2 separate regions of the Mus musculus genome follow, and region 2 is linked to region 1. Evidence: chromatin contacts called from public HiChIP or PLAC-seq data. All regions are on one chromosome and are shown on one strand. The core of a region is the stretch at or near the end of the contact, and the rest is flanking DNA. Distances in the headings are between cores, read along the strand shown. Region 1 overlaps Plagl1 (pleiomorphic adenoma gene-like 1). Region 2 overlaps Phactr2 (phosphatase and actin regulator 2).

What was found. HiChIP or PLAC-seq counts read pairs in DNA pulled down with a chosen protein or histone mark.
Region 2: an H3K4me3 HiChIP or PLAC-seq map of embryonic basal ganglia shows a contact between it and region 1, with 3 times the contacts expected there. The contact joins two enhancer-like sites. A contact is called at or near these places in 2 of 484 Hi-C or Micro-C datasets (bone marrow-derived macrophages and stem cell-derived cardiac mesoderm), 13 of 115 datasets of contacts at active chromatin or transcription factors (the NIH/3T3 cell line, a beta-TC-6 cell line, cardiomyocytes and 8 more) and 3 of 9 other capture datasets (adipose tissue, embryonic stem cells and liver).

What each region holds. Positions count from the first base shown.
Region 1 is chr10:13,112,398-13,120,142 of GRCm38.p6, forward strand. It overlaps Plagl1 (pleiomorphic adenoma gene-like 1), which reads left to right. Exons shown (of 6, transcript NM_009538.3): 3 at 122-153; 4 at 4,299-4,384. Among named protein-coding and RNA genes, the nearest start is that of Hymai, 25 kb to the left of the region's middle. Within about 2 kb of position 5,079, at least 52 of the 459 cell types and tissues checked have an H3K27ac peak or open chromatin away from gene starts, as enhancers often do. A contact at or near this core is called in embryonic basal ganglia, where this site is marked.
Region 2 is chr10:13,410,751-13,418,495 of GRCm38.p6, forward strand. The region is part of intron 1 of Phactr2 (phosphatase and actin regulator 2); the gene reads right to left. Among named protein-coding and RNA genes, the nearest start is that of Phactr2, 60 kb to the right of the region's middle. Within about 2 kb of position 5,156, at least 14 of the 459 cell types and tissues checked have an H3K27ac peak or open chromatin away from gene starts, as enhancers often do. A contact at or near this core is called in embryonic basal ganglia, where this site is marked.

The DNA of each region.
Region 1 (7,745 bases), core at 3,829-6,328:
CTCTGGCCTACATCTTGCCTCTTCCAAGTAGGCTTCCTTTCCGTTTTTGTTTGTTTGGTTTTGGCAATTTAGAACTTAAGATAAGGGCTTAAAATAACCCTGTGTGCCTTTCCCTCCCTAGGTATTTGCATAGGAGTCAGAGGAGTTAATCTTGTGAGTATACGCTAACACCAACCCCCTGTCTCTGATCTCCTGCTCTATCTGCTCCAGGGTACTAAACACTGGAGGTCCAGCACCTCCAATGCCTAAGCTTCCCTCTCCAAACCCAGGTGGCCTTTGTTGTTTGTTTTTGACAGATTGGTTTCAGTCCCAGATGTCCTAGCTAGGGTAGAGAGGCACACTTCTAAGGAAGATGTTTGGTTCCTTACCGAGGCTTCACCCATCAATCTGATTCTCCCTGTCCAAGGTCAAAGAGACAGTTACTCCCCGTAGCCACCGAGCTAGAGTACAGTCCCCAGGAAGGCAGCTGAAGGAATGCCCTCTAGATTGGTTTTAGGTGCCTTGCTTACACTGGCAGAGTGTTTCCTTGGATCTAGAGATTTTCATGGCACCTGAAAGGTGAGGAGAACTGACCCTCTGCCCTCCATATATATCACGGTATGACTTGAGGGTTTGTAGCTGTCTGGGCTGAGCTCACAGGGCTGGAAGTGGGGGCTGGAGACCTAGTGGAGGTTGGCTTCCCTCCCTCGAAGGGGTGCTCCCATACAGCTGCCTGGTCAGGGAATCCTAGCCCAGCCCTTGTAGGCAGGGCCCCCTTGCTGCACGGACAGACTGCCTTTTCCTTTCCAAACTGGGTTACATAGAGTAGGAGGAAAGAGGGTTTTTTTGTTTTGTTTTGTTTTTAAATCCTCCTATCTGTCCTTCCTTCTGGAGTTAACTCCAAGTCCTGCCGAATTTCTCTGGTGGGTTTAAATGTTAACAAAGAGACTTTAAGTCTTGTCTGCCTTCAGCTGGAAGAAAATATGAAAGATTAGAAACCTTCCACCTGTTACCCACCATGCTGATTTAGAGCCATAAGAAAGGCACTCGAACAATAAATAGGCAACCGTAAAAAAAGAAAACCGATTTGAGAGACAGACACCGCTTGATCTACGCAGCCTGATCAGGTGTGTGTGTGTGGGGGGGGGGGGGGGACAAAAAAAAAGCAAAACAAAAAAAAATCTAAAGTCAGGACAGAATTCCTGACTCTGTAGAGGCCAGGAGGTTAGAGCATAAGGACTTCCACTTCCTGTCAGACCACACACCCCGGATTCACACCCAGTTGAGCTGCTTGCTAGTTACCAGGCAAGTTAGCCTACTTACAAGCCTCCATTTGTCAATAAGTAAGGGGACAGGAACACAGGGCCACTCCTGTGATTGCCCAGGGTGCTAAGGACTTAACATTGCCATGGTCTGGTGAGCATCCAAGAGTTGGTGGTTGTAACTATCCAGTGGTGTTACAGCGCTGGACAGGACCCACCAGGAGGGTCGGGGAAGCCTCTACTTAGAAGATGGCGGAGCCAGGAGGGGGAACAGCAGGAAGGAAGGAGTTTTTATTCAGGATTTTAAGAAAGTTCAGGGTTGAAGGTTTGGGAGGCATGTGAACTTAGGAACTCTTTGAAACCTTAAGTTTCATGAATGGGGAATGTAAAGATGATATGAAATAAGAGTGCAGAGGCCAGAAATGAGGCCCCCAAATCTACTAAAATTTCATGTGGCCCTTGGTCAGCCTGCCTCTTTTTAAAATAACATCCTTTGGAAGAGAATATTGTCTCTCCTAGGTCTCCTCGAAGATAGACTCTCATGGTTTATGATCCATCTCTGTGAGAAGACTTTATTTGTCTGTAAGTTTTCAAGTCAGTGGGCCCCGTTCCATATCAGGTCATGGTTTTCAAAAAATAAAAACCTGCTCGATTGACTTTCCTAAGCAAACCCCACACATCCTTAAGCAAGAGGAATCTTGCTAAAACTTAGAACAGTTTACGGCGACATCTGACACTGTCTAATTCATTCTCGTGCAGATTCTTAGACTAAAGGTTTCAAGCATTTGCTTAGATCAGACCAGGAGTATCTCAAAGTGGGCAAGCCGAAATGCAAGAAACCTCTTGATTCACCTTGAGTTTCTGTGAATGTTCACTTCAGACAGCAAGCAAATGCAGTTCATTAACTGAGCGTCAGGCACATTGTAAACTGGAAACACACTTACTTCACAGGCAGACGGACATCCTAGAAATCATACACGCTAGGTTGATAAAGCTTCCACTTGTGTTCTCCGTGAGTGGCATTAAAAATTCATTTAAACTAATTAATGTGATTCTATTTACCACATGCCAAACTCCCTTCTTAGAAAAAAAATGTGATTTTTCTTGCTCTTCTGGAACTCCGAGACACCGCTTTGGCATAGCTTAATTTCACAGGGTCATTTTCATCTCCTGCTGCTGTTGCTGCTGCTTGTTGTTGTTGTTCTTGTTGTTGCCGTCATCGTTGTTGTCGTCGTCCTCCTCCTCCTTCTCCTTCTTCAGTTGACACTTGAAAACCATTCTTTCTCAGCTTTTGAAATCTAAGGCCTGAAAAGCAGTCTGCAAGTAGCATCCTGTCAAAGGCAGAGGGATGCGTTTTCTTTTTCTTGTTGGTCTCATTGCTGCTATATCACACTGTTGCATGAAGCATGGGACTGTCCTCCAAGGGGGCCCTGTCTGGCCTGCTCTAGGTGCCCCCACCCACCCCCTCGCCCCAGCACTGTTGAAGCTTGTGTATGTGAGGCAGTGCTGGGTGGGCAGGTGGGAAAGGCTGAGTAGCTTGACTCTTCCCTGCTAGGCAGCCCTCTTTCAGGGCCGTTCACACTGTGTACCACAAGAGTAAGCTCTTGTGTGTCCGCTGCTGCCAGGCATTGTTGGAGGCAGAAAAGAATGGCTTTCTCTTTGGGATGATTTGAATATTTTGACAATGGAGCCAAGCTACTCTACTGCCTGGCTTGCGAACCTCATGTCCCTTAAGCCCCTTCCTGGGCAGGAGAAGTGAGCCCCTCCTCTCTGAATCCATAAATTGGTATTGTCTACTGGGGAGTTGGGCAGACTCAATGAAGAGTCATTCAGACTAATTTTATTCTTTCGCTTTCATGTGTTTGAAATCTCTTGAAAAAAATAAGAGTTAACCCAGGCTTCTGGGGACCACCCAATTAAATGATCATAGTTGTTGTAGAGAATTTTGAAATTAGATGAACCCATGCACACGGTCTGTTTACACACGCAGAACGAGGACCAGACAGAAAACAAACAGGTTCAGACAAGTACATGGTCACCTCCAGTTTTTTTCTGGACTGTATTTAATTGTTTTGTTTGTTTGTTTGTTTGTTTAAACTTGTCTAAAGAAAGCTGCATTTAAAAGGATGTTTCTATACTAAACAAACAGACACAGCCTCTTTGATCAGATTAAGTGAACAGGTGGTCCTGTGACTAAACCATTAGATGAGATAGAACTGGCTCTCAAAATCAGTTGTCTTCATAGTGGTTAAAAAAACCCTGAGGCATCCTCTCTACCTGCAAGAAAATCAGTTTGGCAGAATAGTGTTCAGTTGAAAGAGGCCAAGTGGTCAGATGCATTGATGAACAGGGATAGTGTAGGTTTCTAAGTATGTGTCAGCGTTCAGTGGTCCATGGTTGGTATGAAATCCAGGCACTTGAACACTAGGGGAAAACATTTTTCCATGCTCCCATCACGTTGTTTCAGTCTGTGCTGATTTGTGAAGTGGCCTTGGAATCTGCTATTAACAAAACAAAACAAAACAAACAAAAAACAAACAAAAGACCTTTCCTGCTAATTCTAATGCAGTCATTTTAGTACCCACTTATCTACATATTCAACTTAGAGATGTCTGCCTTTTCTGCACTGCAAATTTGCTAAATCTATATGCTTGCACAAAACTGTCAAATGCATGTCACCCAGTTGCTGCTTTCTTTCCATTCATAATTTTGTTTCAAGTGCTGTTACTGCCTAGATTTGCATACCTGCTTTATGGCATTTTAATATTGTTGTTTTAAAAGAAACACCATTTCCTCCGAGTGCTGTTTTGAATATCTTGTGTAAGCAATTTCATTTTTTTCCCCCACTGTCAGAAAGCTAAGGGAAGCTTCAGAGTTCTAATCCAGTTGCATGTAGGACAAAGGATATACTTTAAATAAAGACCATCTATTGAGGTGCAGTAGGGAACCTCTTTTATACCACACCTGGGCAGAAAGGGGGCATATGCTCACGAAAGAAGGTCTGGGAGGTAGAATCATGGGAGAATATTCTAGCTTCATTCTCTGACGATGTCCAAGGTCTCTTCTCACAGGTTTGAGTCTTCAGACTTCTACAGAACTCCATAATATCTGCCTCACAGCTGGCTTTCCTGCTCTCACAGAAGGTACGGAAGTTTAAGAATTATTCTTCTCTGTACATGCTTCATAAGAAGTGCTTGGGTCAGGCGTGGTGGTGCACATGTGTTTAATCCCAGCCCTTGGCAGGCAGAGAGCAATTGGAATCCATGAGTACAAAGCCTACAGAGTTCCAAGCCAGCCAGGGATACACAGCCTCAAAAAACAAAGTTGCTTGGAAGCACATGGCAAACTCAGGAATGCAGGGATGTGATGGAGGTCCAAGGTACTTCAAGAAAGTTCATACCAAAAGGGTCAGCCATTATCTGTCAAGAATGGACAAAGGCCCGGAGAACTTGTTTGAGGAGGCTAGAGAAGAGGAATCTTTGACTTGTGTCTTCTGTTTAGAGTACATGTGACTTCAGAGGACAGATAACAGGGGGATCTGGAATGTGTCTGCCTAGCATTCAGGCGAGAGCTCACAGGCTAAAGAAAGAAAAGGGCTTAGGAGACACCTGTCTTAAGGGGGTCAAAGGGGACAGGCCCATCCAGGATGGGCACCAACCTGGGGAAGGGCAGAGAGGCTTGGAGGCGGCTATAGGTCCCCGGAAGGGGCTGCCTGTATGCCTCAATGGGAAGTTGGGGTTATTGTAAGCTGGCTGCCTGCCCTGTAGGAGGCTTGGAGCTCAGAAGGGCAGATGGGGCCCCACTGTGTTGGGGGAGGGACCACACATGTGGATTGCCAGGACGTCTACTTAGAGAGTTCACATTCCTCTCCCATTGAACAGTGCTGTGCGTATGATTGTAATGGTCTGTTACACAAAGGACCTAAAGCTATGAATGGGGGATGGGGTGGGGCGATTTAAGGCAGAGAGAGAGAGAGAGAGAGAGAGAGAGAGAGAGCTGCCTAATTAGTGTTTCTTTCCTTTTAAGCATTCTCCCTCATTCCCTTATATTCCTCCCCTCATGTGGAAGCTTAGAAATGTCCCCTCCTTTCTTTACATAACAGTTAAAAAAGACAAGCAGAAACCCAATAACATGTTTACTAGCGTTAAAAAAAAAACAACAACAACAAACGAATCAGACAAGAACTGTAAAGGCGCGATAATGAAATACTATTGCATTTCACATTCATTTTTCTACACGAACAGTTTGCTTTGCAGATACAGAAAGTTCACTTTTTCAAATCACAGAGTCTAGGTTCTGGATAGCCATCCATTGATTGAGCTTTAAAAAAAAATAATAATAGCACACAGGTTGTCATTTTTTAAGTGCCTGTCAAATGTGTGCTGTGGTGATTTTAGTCCTGGACTCACTGTGGAAAGAGTCACTGGGAGCTTCCCTATAGGAGGGAGCGGTGACTGATGGCCTCTCTGTTAGGCAGTCTGCTGCTGCCAGGCCCTGACCTCCAAAGACCACTTACTGCTCCCTGAGTCTGCTCTGATATGCCTGAAGGGCCTCCAGTTTAATCTGTACCTTCTCTCTCTCTCCCCTCATTCTCTCACCTCATGCCTCCAGATAGGCTAAAACCTGGGTTCCATGTCACCATTCTCTGTCCCTCTCTCTGCTGACAGCACATAGCCCCTGCCTTTTGTCTACCTTGTGTATAAACGGTCTACTCAGAAGCTAGCAGAACTCAGGCTCTATAGATTCTCAGCATCAAAAATTAGACCCTCAGATCATCCAGGCCATCTGACAGACGTGTAGGTGTCCACATTCTTGGCCCTTTCCTGTTTATCTTGTGAAATCACTGTGTGAGGCTACCCAACCCACCCAAGCCTTGAGAATCCCCTCTGGACAGTATAGATTATAAGTCTCTTCCTGCAAGTCTTAACTCATAGATCTAGCTTCCTCTCCTCATTGTAACCCAGATGGCTTTTGTTTTTCTCAGTATTAACCTGTACCCCCTCACTTCCTAGAAAGGACCCAGGCTTTCTTTTCTGTCCCCGAACGATGGTTTTATTGGGACAAAAGGACATGCTGCTAATTAGAGTTCTGGTTGCCCATGCCCTATTCTGAGAATCGCAAGGGAAGCGATCGCCTATCAGCTATAGAATGGTGGCCCTACAGAGGTCTAAAGGCCAGCCAGCAGGGATTTACAGGGAGGGTGGAGTGGGGAATATGTTCTCATCTGTCACAAAGGAGCAGTCTCCACCCCTGACTTTGACGTTAGAATATGTGCTCCTAATTGCAAAGGCTTTTGTCTGGCTTGTCAGGCTGCCTCTCCGCCACTCATCTCACACAGGGCTACCCAGTGTCCACCAAGAAATAGTCATCTTAAAACAAAGATGAACCATCCCAGCTTCCGAGCCAGTCTGGGACTCAACATTTGTAGTTTCTGGGTGGGCCTATCCGTTGGGCTCCCCTTGAGATGACAGTTGTCCTTTTCTTCCACGTGTGATGGATGCCGAGTGGCAGAACAAGGGTCTGCAAAGATAACTAGCCTTTCATGGGTTCTCTTCTCCCATCTCCCTCTCATCCCTCAGAAGCCTGTGAGACTGTCAGAATGGAGTCACTCCAGACCCTTCTTTCCCCTACCCACCTCCCAAGTCCACTCTGTAGGAGGAGAAGGGGGTTGGTGATGGTGTTGGGGGAGGGAGTACAAACCTGTGACAGAGGACACTTGTGTGGTGATAGGCCCTACGCTCTGCCCCCTGACACCCCCCCCCCCACCCCACCCCAGCTGTGCCTGCACAGCTCCTTCCTCTGTGGCACTTTGAGGTTCCTATACTTCCCATTCCAGCTGAGGTGGTTTTGCCAGCCTTCTCCAGCTATTGTTCCCTCTTCCTCCTTTCTCTCTTCCTGGGTATAAACTCCGTGATTAGTGGGTTGATGGTATCTTCAGCCCTCTAGATAAAAACTTTTATTAGTTTGTAAAGGCAGCATATAAAGTAGTCACTGTGACATTTTTATGTGTACTTTTGTTCTTACTAGTTAGTGTGTCTTCCTCCCCTCTCCCCCCTCCCTTCTCCTTCCTCCTGCCCCCCACCCCATGCATCCGGCAGCCCCTCCTGCATCTCCTGCCATGCAATTCCATTATATTCTCTTCTTTCTGCCCACCCCCATCTCCTGTTTTCTTCTCATGCTCTGCTTTCTGGTTTCTTAACCTGTGTGCACATACACCCAGGTACCCATTTGTACAAATTCAAATCCAGGATTAGCACACGAGGGTTAAACAAACCATAACAAAGAAAAATCCCTTCTGTAAAAAGTTTATACTTTGCCAGTGGATGGGACAACCAAAGATGGTCATTTTTAAGCTGTTTGGGTCTCCTTTATACTTCCACTGTGCACAAGTTACTTAGATGCATTTTAATAAGTTTTTGTAAATTGAGACTTAATTCTCATTTGCTGATTTTTCTTACTATAGCCTAATCCTGCAATGTCAGGGCTGGGGAATTTATGGGAAGA
Region 2 (7,745 bases), core at 3,906-6,405, 300 kb after region 1:
CACAAACAAGTAAAAGAGTTTTTCCTGGTACAGCTCAGGCAAAGGACAGTCTCAGCAACACAAATAACTACCAAGAAATGATCCCAGGAAAGGATGACCAAGAAAGAAAAGGGGACATGGTCATGAAATATACTATATCACGAGAAATGTAAAGGAAAATGACTCATAGTTCTGGCTTCCTCAGGCAAGGAAAGCATTTCCATAGCCTGTCTTAAAGGGCCAAATACCAAGGTTCAATGACCCTAGATGTATATATTTAAGAAGGCCTCTGTAATTCATCTGAGCCAGTTGATTAGGTTGTCGGTTAGAGATGTGCTTAACACTGAGGCATCTCTACGAACTGAATACATTTCAGATATTCTTTTATTCTTGGAAGCCCTATTTGGAAAGCCCCCCAGTTGATACTGATTATGATTAGAAATAGTCTAAGCCATAGGAAAACTCAGGAATCTTAACAGGAACAAACTCTTCCCTGAGTGAATCTGCCTCTCAGCCACCCACTCAGTGGACTGGAAGGGAGAAGGGAAAAGGCTGCAGAATAAATACTAAAACAGTACCACCAATATCGAATGATTCACCCTGTGTGTTTATCTTGGGGTGGCTAAATTAAGTAGAACATTCCGGTTTTGCTCTATTCCTTTGTTCTAAGAGCATTCTTTCTCTTCTTTGAGATCAATAACAACAAAAACACCTCTAGTCTTCATTATTGAAAAGGTTCCAATGTGCTCTAGAATTCATTTCAGGGCTCTCTTTCCTTCTCATTGGGGTGCATATGGCCATCTGTAACATAAAATGTGGGAGGGTATCAAAATAAGGGCCAGGGCATAGCTAGGAAGCCTTTTTATCGTGAATGTATCAAGTCTCGTCTTACAGAGTGTACTCTGAAAGTCTGAATTAAAAATATGTTGGCTCATCAGTCATTTGAGTCTGGAAACATTTAAATAATTAAGCTACCAACCCAGGCAGCTCTACTGAGTGCTCATGACTGTGGATATGTCCCTGGCCTTCTCGTCAGAGCCAACTAAATGTGGCCCATGGGCCTGTATTTCAGCTATATGCCTGGAACTGACGTCACCTTAGCATCACACCAGGACACCTAAGGCCTGCCACCCTCATTTCTCCCTCTACCTAGTTAGCTTTTAGCACTCCACTGTCACACTTACCTTAGTTCATACATATTGTAGTGACCATCATCTAACCGATCTTCTTAATAAAGACCCTTGTTCCTTGTCCAGCTATATGTTGAGTCTAATGTGTCACACCCTGGGAAGTTTTCTAAATACGCTCTTACTATAAAGAGTCTAAAATTATCTTGCTTCAAAAACACGATTTGAAGATGTAACTGGAAAAGGTTGGCTTTAGGAAGTTGTGTTATTCATAATAAGTCATTACACAACCATCTTTCGTTTTGGAACTTCTGCCCTCCGCTGATGTGTTTATACAAAGAAGCTGTGCTAAAACAAGCTGATGAGAAGGAGAGGGTCCTGTGATGTCAGGCATCCCCACAGACCTGACTCACTCCACCGGCACCAAGACAGCAGCCAGCAATTCTGACCTGGTTAATGAGAACAAAACCGGGCCAAGTGCTTTGGAGAAAGCGGCTCAGGCCCAGACTCCATGTACACAAGCACAGCTGACTGCTGGCTCCTGACCAGTAGACAGCAAGCTCCAGAGGGTGCAGGGTGCCAGCCATGGCACTCTAGGCAAGGGCGCACTGAAGCTGAAGCCCAGGCTTGCTTCTTGGACCGGAACCAGATCTGGGGCTTTTTCTACCCTATCTCGCTGTGGGCAGTAGAGACACCAGTTTTCATGCAGGAGAGAGTGAGTGCTCAGTCTATGCCAGGCCCCGGAGCACTGTTCTGTTCTCGATGGGATGGTTTTGTTTAAATACGAAGAGATAAGATTGAATGCTGGTTTGGGTGGGCATCTGGCAGAAACACAACCTTGTTTCACAAATCCATCCCATCAACATTCGCCGAGCGCCAGCAGAGGCTGGGCACGGAGCAGAGGAGCAGCAGCCAGGGGTCAGATACAGATGTCAACACGGAGCAGAAATACAACACAGACGACATGTCAATGGCTCTGGTCAAGAATAATGTAACAAGCAGAACAGACAAGTACGGCGTCCGATGGCAACAGTACAGCCATGTTAGTGTCGCTGGAAACATAGCTGGGGTGCAGGGAAGACCTACACAGGAAATGCTATCAGTTTTGATCCTGTGTATCTCTTTGGCTTTGGTGCTTTTTGAGGCAGAGTCTCGTATAGCCTAGGCTGGCTTCAAACTCTATAGCTGAGGATAACCTTGAACTCATAATCCTCTTGCCTCCACCTCCTACGTGCTAGAACTATACCACCACACCAGGTTTTATGTGATGCTATAGATCGAATCGAGGGCTTTTCATGTGCTAGGCAAGTGCTCTTCAAATTGAGCTTTAGCTTCAGCCCCAGGTTTGCAAGCTACGAAAGCACTTCACCATTGATTTCCACCCTGACCCCACTTCAGCATTTGGAAATGAGCTGATGTGGGGGAAATTCCTAGGACACCACACTTTTAATCTCCCTGTGAACACTTCACGGGCTTTCGGAATTTGATCGGATCAATGATTTAGCAAGAACTTAATCACATATTGCAGGAATCATTTTACAAACATCGAAATGTTTTGCATTTACAGGAGGGTTTGTTTTTTAATTTATTTATTTTTATTTGAGTGTAGACAAGGTCTTCCACAGGTAAAACTAAGTTAGCATTATATTGTTTAGATATAGTTTTTCCGTGTTGGGTTTTTACAAGCAAAGGTACACGGAAAGTAAGGTGGTTAATAAGAATTTGCAACTTGTCAGGATCTCAAATCACTTAAGAGATAAGCCACTGCGTAAGCTTGTGAGAGAGCATCTTCATTGGGTATTGGAGGTATGAAGACCCAGCTTAAAAGTGAGTGGCACCCGCCCCTGGGCTTGGGTACTGGACTATAATAACAGGAAGAAGTGAGCTGAGCACAGCTCTTGTCCTCTTGTTCCTGATTGTGGATGCAATGTTTCTGAACTTAAGACAGTTTGTTTCTACAGATGATAAGTGAAGCAATGGGCAGATAGATGGTAGACAGACAGACAGAAGATAGATAGATAGATAGACAGACAGATAGATAGATAGATAGACAGATAGATGCATGCATGCATACATGCATACATCTATACATAGACATGATAGATAAGCAATTATCAAACATTTCAAGCTCCCGCTGTCTTGGCTTTACCACCATGTTGTACTGTACCTCGAACTATGAGCCAAGTTCCTGAGGTTGCTTTTGGTGAGGTATTTTGTCACAGCAGCAGATCAGCAATTGAGACAGAAAGATACATCTAACCTTTAAATACAGTTGCTGTTAATGCTGAGTTGAGAGTCCCTTTGCTTATTTGAATCAGAAATGAAGAAGAGTCAATAATCTCTAAGAAATGTAGATACCATTTATCTATCAATCAACCTTTGCTTCCAAGTTCAACCTGGCTGCCTTCTCTTTCTGGAAAGTTAGACATCTTTTCCCTCCTGAAGATCACATTTTTCTGGCTACTTAAATGCCAGGAAGTGCAACAAACTGAATGGCTGCATCACCTCCAGGGTTACCTGAGAGAAAGCGACCACCATGGACTTTCCCCAGGATCTAACACGTATCTGTCATTTAGCAGGTGATCAATATAAATGAATATATGGATGATAATATGAATGGAATGAATATGTCTATTCACTGAACATACACGAGAGACACAGTTTCTTTTCTCAAATAGATAAATCTCATGAGTTAGTGACTCTTACAAACAGCTTTCTTGTACAATATAGGCAATGAATTGGAAACTCTAAAGACAGCAGGCAGGCTTCAGAGACAAGTTGGATAGAAAGGAGGGCGCTATGTCAAGGATAGCCCAAAGGCACAAACCAGTCCTAAGAAGGCAGGTGGGTGGCCACTTCAGGGAATCAACCTGCTGAGGGCTGGTCCTTATGAACAGCGTCCTCTGGAATACTATGTCTGACAGTCCAGTCTGCATGACGATGTTGGGTGTAAAACACTCAGTGAATGTGTGCTTGCTTTCTTTAAGTGTGGCTTCCTCGGGAGTTGGGTAAGGTTCTAGAGAACAAACAATGCAGGAGATCATACCCAGAGAGTCATCCCAGCTCTTTAATGTGTGGGGCAAGTGTGCAACCAAGGCTCACATCCGTTACATAGAAATAAAGGCTAAGTTATCACCTGCTCATCTCCATACATTCTACCTTCTCATTAAAGATACACCTCCATTTCAGCTTAGAACATGGCAGGACTTGCCGGCACACTCCACCCTGTTATTCTTGTCTGCAGAAGTGAATACTGAAGCCCCTGATATCTGGGCTAAAGAAAGTGTCACAGGCACAAATGCAACAGGTGAAAAGTCTGCTAATATTTCGGGCAGGCAGCACAGGCAGGGTTGCCATGGATTGTGGGGAGAGACACATGTACATCATAAGAGACCCTGCTAGTGATCTGACATTTTTAAAAACCATGGTAACCTCAGCTAGTAGGGCATACAGCTTGTCCTTTCTTTAAAGGCTCGTGTGTTTAAGACAGTTTGTCCCTATGGGCAGACAGATGCTAGGCGAGTGAATGGATGAATGAATGGATAAATAATAGACAAATAGACAGACAGACAGACAGACAGACATATAGACAGACAGAGAGATAGGTAGATAGATGGTGTGTGATAGATGGATAAATAGGCAGGTAAGCATATGATAGATGATAAGGATAATAGCTAGATATCGAACTCTGAAAATGATATCTAAGCTTAAAAGGCTCACTGAGTCTCATTGCTCTCTTTCTCCTCTGCAGCAGCACCCACTCACACTCACAAATGCCCATGTACTGTGCAACCGAGGATGCTGTAATTAGCTTCCTAACACTGGTTTTTATATCACAGCACGTAAATAACATGGGAGAGGTGAAATGCTACGTTCCTCTCCATTAGTGTCTTAAAATATGAGACTTAAGCAGCCACAGGCTGACAGACATTTGCTCCACAAGCACACCGAAGTCACAGACTGGCTTTCTCCTCTGAACAATGCAGCCAGGGGCTCATTAGGCTGTGTGGGAAGCTCGGGATGCTTTTATGAATGTAGGAGCTTCAGCTTTGGTGGGGAGTTCCTCAAAGGCATCTGTAGCACATGAGAAGTTTTAATGAGCGCAAGACAAAGGCAAGAGCAGGGGCAACGTAAAACCTCTACTTCTCAAAAGGACCTGTGGGTTTTAATGAATATGAGGCCACTCAGACTTCCAGCTCTTGAGAAAATCAAATCTACTTTCACATAAATGTCTTTTGTTTAATCACCCTGAACCAGGACTGCCTTTGAAAGCCCTGCCACCACAGATTTTAATTGCTGAGCACAGAGGTTTAATGACTGCAACATTCTGTAATAAACTCAACCTTAGCTTGATCACTACCATTTTTCAATGTATTTTGTTTAGGAATTTTCCACCTACTTTTGCAACTGAGAGGTGATTTGCTATGCGCTCCTTTCAGACCATCTTTGCTCCATTTTAGAATGATCTGGAATGTGTTTGGTTATGTTCAGTGATGTTAAATATTTTGTCAAACACAGTATGTTGGGCTGAACGATGTCTCCAATGTCCAATTCATATCTTTAAATTCCTCAGATGTGACTGTATTTAGAGAAGGCCCTTAAAGAGATGATCAAATTAAATGATGTTATTAGGGCAGGCTCTAATTCAGTCTGATTGGTGTCCCTGTTCAAATTTGTATTCAGAAAGAGACACTAGGGACGAACACATAAAGAAAAGACCATAGACAGTACTGCCATCTACAAACCAGGGAGAGAGATCTTAGAAGAAAGGACTCTTGTGAACATGTTTATCACAAGCCTCCTAATCTCAGGTCTGTGAGAAAACAAATCTCTACCATTGAAGCCACAGAGCCCGCGGTTTATGCTTTGACAGTACCAGCAAACTATCACATTAAAACAACGGGAGCACCTTCAATGCTGAGTTCAAATTATTACTAAAAGAAAGTCTAACTTGTGAGACATTTTGATCTTGGATTCAGATTAATTATAGTTAGGATTCTCAGCATTTAAAAAAATGTCTTCTTATACCGGTTTCAGAAAGTCAGAGTTTTTTTCCCTTTCTAAACACATATTTTTCCTGCTTTGAAGGATGTGGCTATCAACTTGTTTGTGTTCTCGTATCGTTTTTGAGATGCTTGGATGCTGTATTTACATTCCCTCTCTTTGTGTTAACTACTTCCTGGCTCCCCACTCCCTCTCAAATTTATAACTTCATTATCTCTTCTTTAATTATTGTCTCCCTCTCCCCCTGCCCGTCTCTCACACAAACCACACACACACACACACACACACACACACACACACACAGACACACACACACACGAGAGAGAGAGAGAGAGAGAGAGAGAGAGAGAGAGAGAGAGAGAGAGAGACTTACTGAATCCCTTTGGTGTTGTTTGTATGTATATCTTTAGCGATGATCACTTGAGTTTGGATAATTGATCGGGGGCCCAACGATGAAGAAACTAAATTCTCCCTCTCTGCAGCCAGTGAATGAATGCCTGTAGCTCTTCCTCTGCAGATGAGTTTATGACATTTCCCCCATCCACACTGGCACACCAACTGGTGCTATCATTACGTAGGCAGTCATGTCTGTCTGTCTGTCTGCCTGTCTGTCTTACTTACTTACTGTGTCTTATTTAGGCAGTCATATTGTTGGGGTTTCATGAGTGTAGCCTCCCTGTCATGTCTAGAGCAGGTGTCATGGTCCCCTGGTCTTAAAATCTTCCTACCCCTCTTCCAAGATTTTTACTGATCCTTAGGTATAAGGGTTATGTTGTAGTTGTAGATGGATTTTTCCTGCGTTAGGCACCCCATGTGCTAAGCCAGTTTGCTGTGATTTGAAAGATTTAAAGCTGGGTAGGACTATCAATTGCTTTTGTCCCTTGGCAGCTCACACAGTCCCTTCCAACGTTGTAAGATCTAGTGCTCAGAGAGCAGGCTTCCAGAACAAGTCCAGCTCAGTTCTGTAGCAAGTGTGGTGTCTTCATCAATCTGGCCTTGTCTTCAAGCTTTGGGTGTCATCCAAAAGCAATGGCAGTAGTCTACATTTCGAAGTCTCTCAGAGCCCCTAACTAACAACTAACAGTTTGAATGCTTTGTTCATACCTGGTACTGGGGTTTTTGTTACTTGGTCTATAGCTCTTGAGGGGAGAATTATCACCTGTGGGGCATAATTCCATTTAAATTATATACATGTGTTATATATATATGTGTGTGTGTGTGTGTGTGTGTGTGTGTGTGTGTGTGTAAGTTTATAAAATGTTTCCTGTGACCTTTTAAAATATCCTTCATGTTTTTTATCTTCCTTTCCTCTCTCTCTCTCCCTCTCTGTTGATCCCTCAACCCATCAACTTTAATGACATTTCCCTATTTGGATGTAATTGGATGTAAAGAAGAAGAAAGAGGAGAGAGGAGAGAGAAAAGAGAGAGAGAGAGAGAGAGAGGGAGAGAGAGAGAGAGAGAGGGAGAGAGAGAGAGAGAGAGAGAGAGAGAGAAGAGAGAAGAGAGAGAGCCTCGGCAAAAAAAGAAAAAAAAATGGTTCCATTTTCTAAGAACAAACTATCTTAAAATACGCGAAGACGACTGAGTCACTAGGTTAATGAGGTATATTGTGCCTGGATTATAACTTTGAGCACT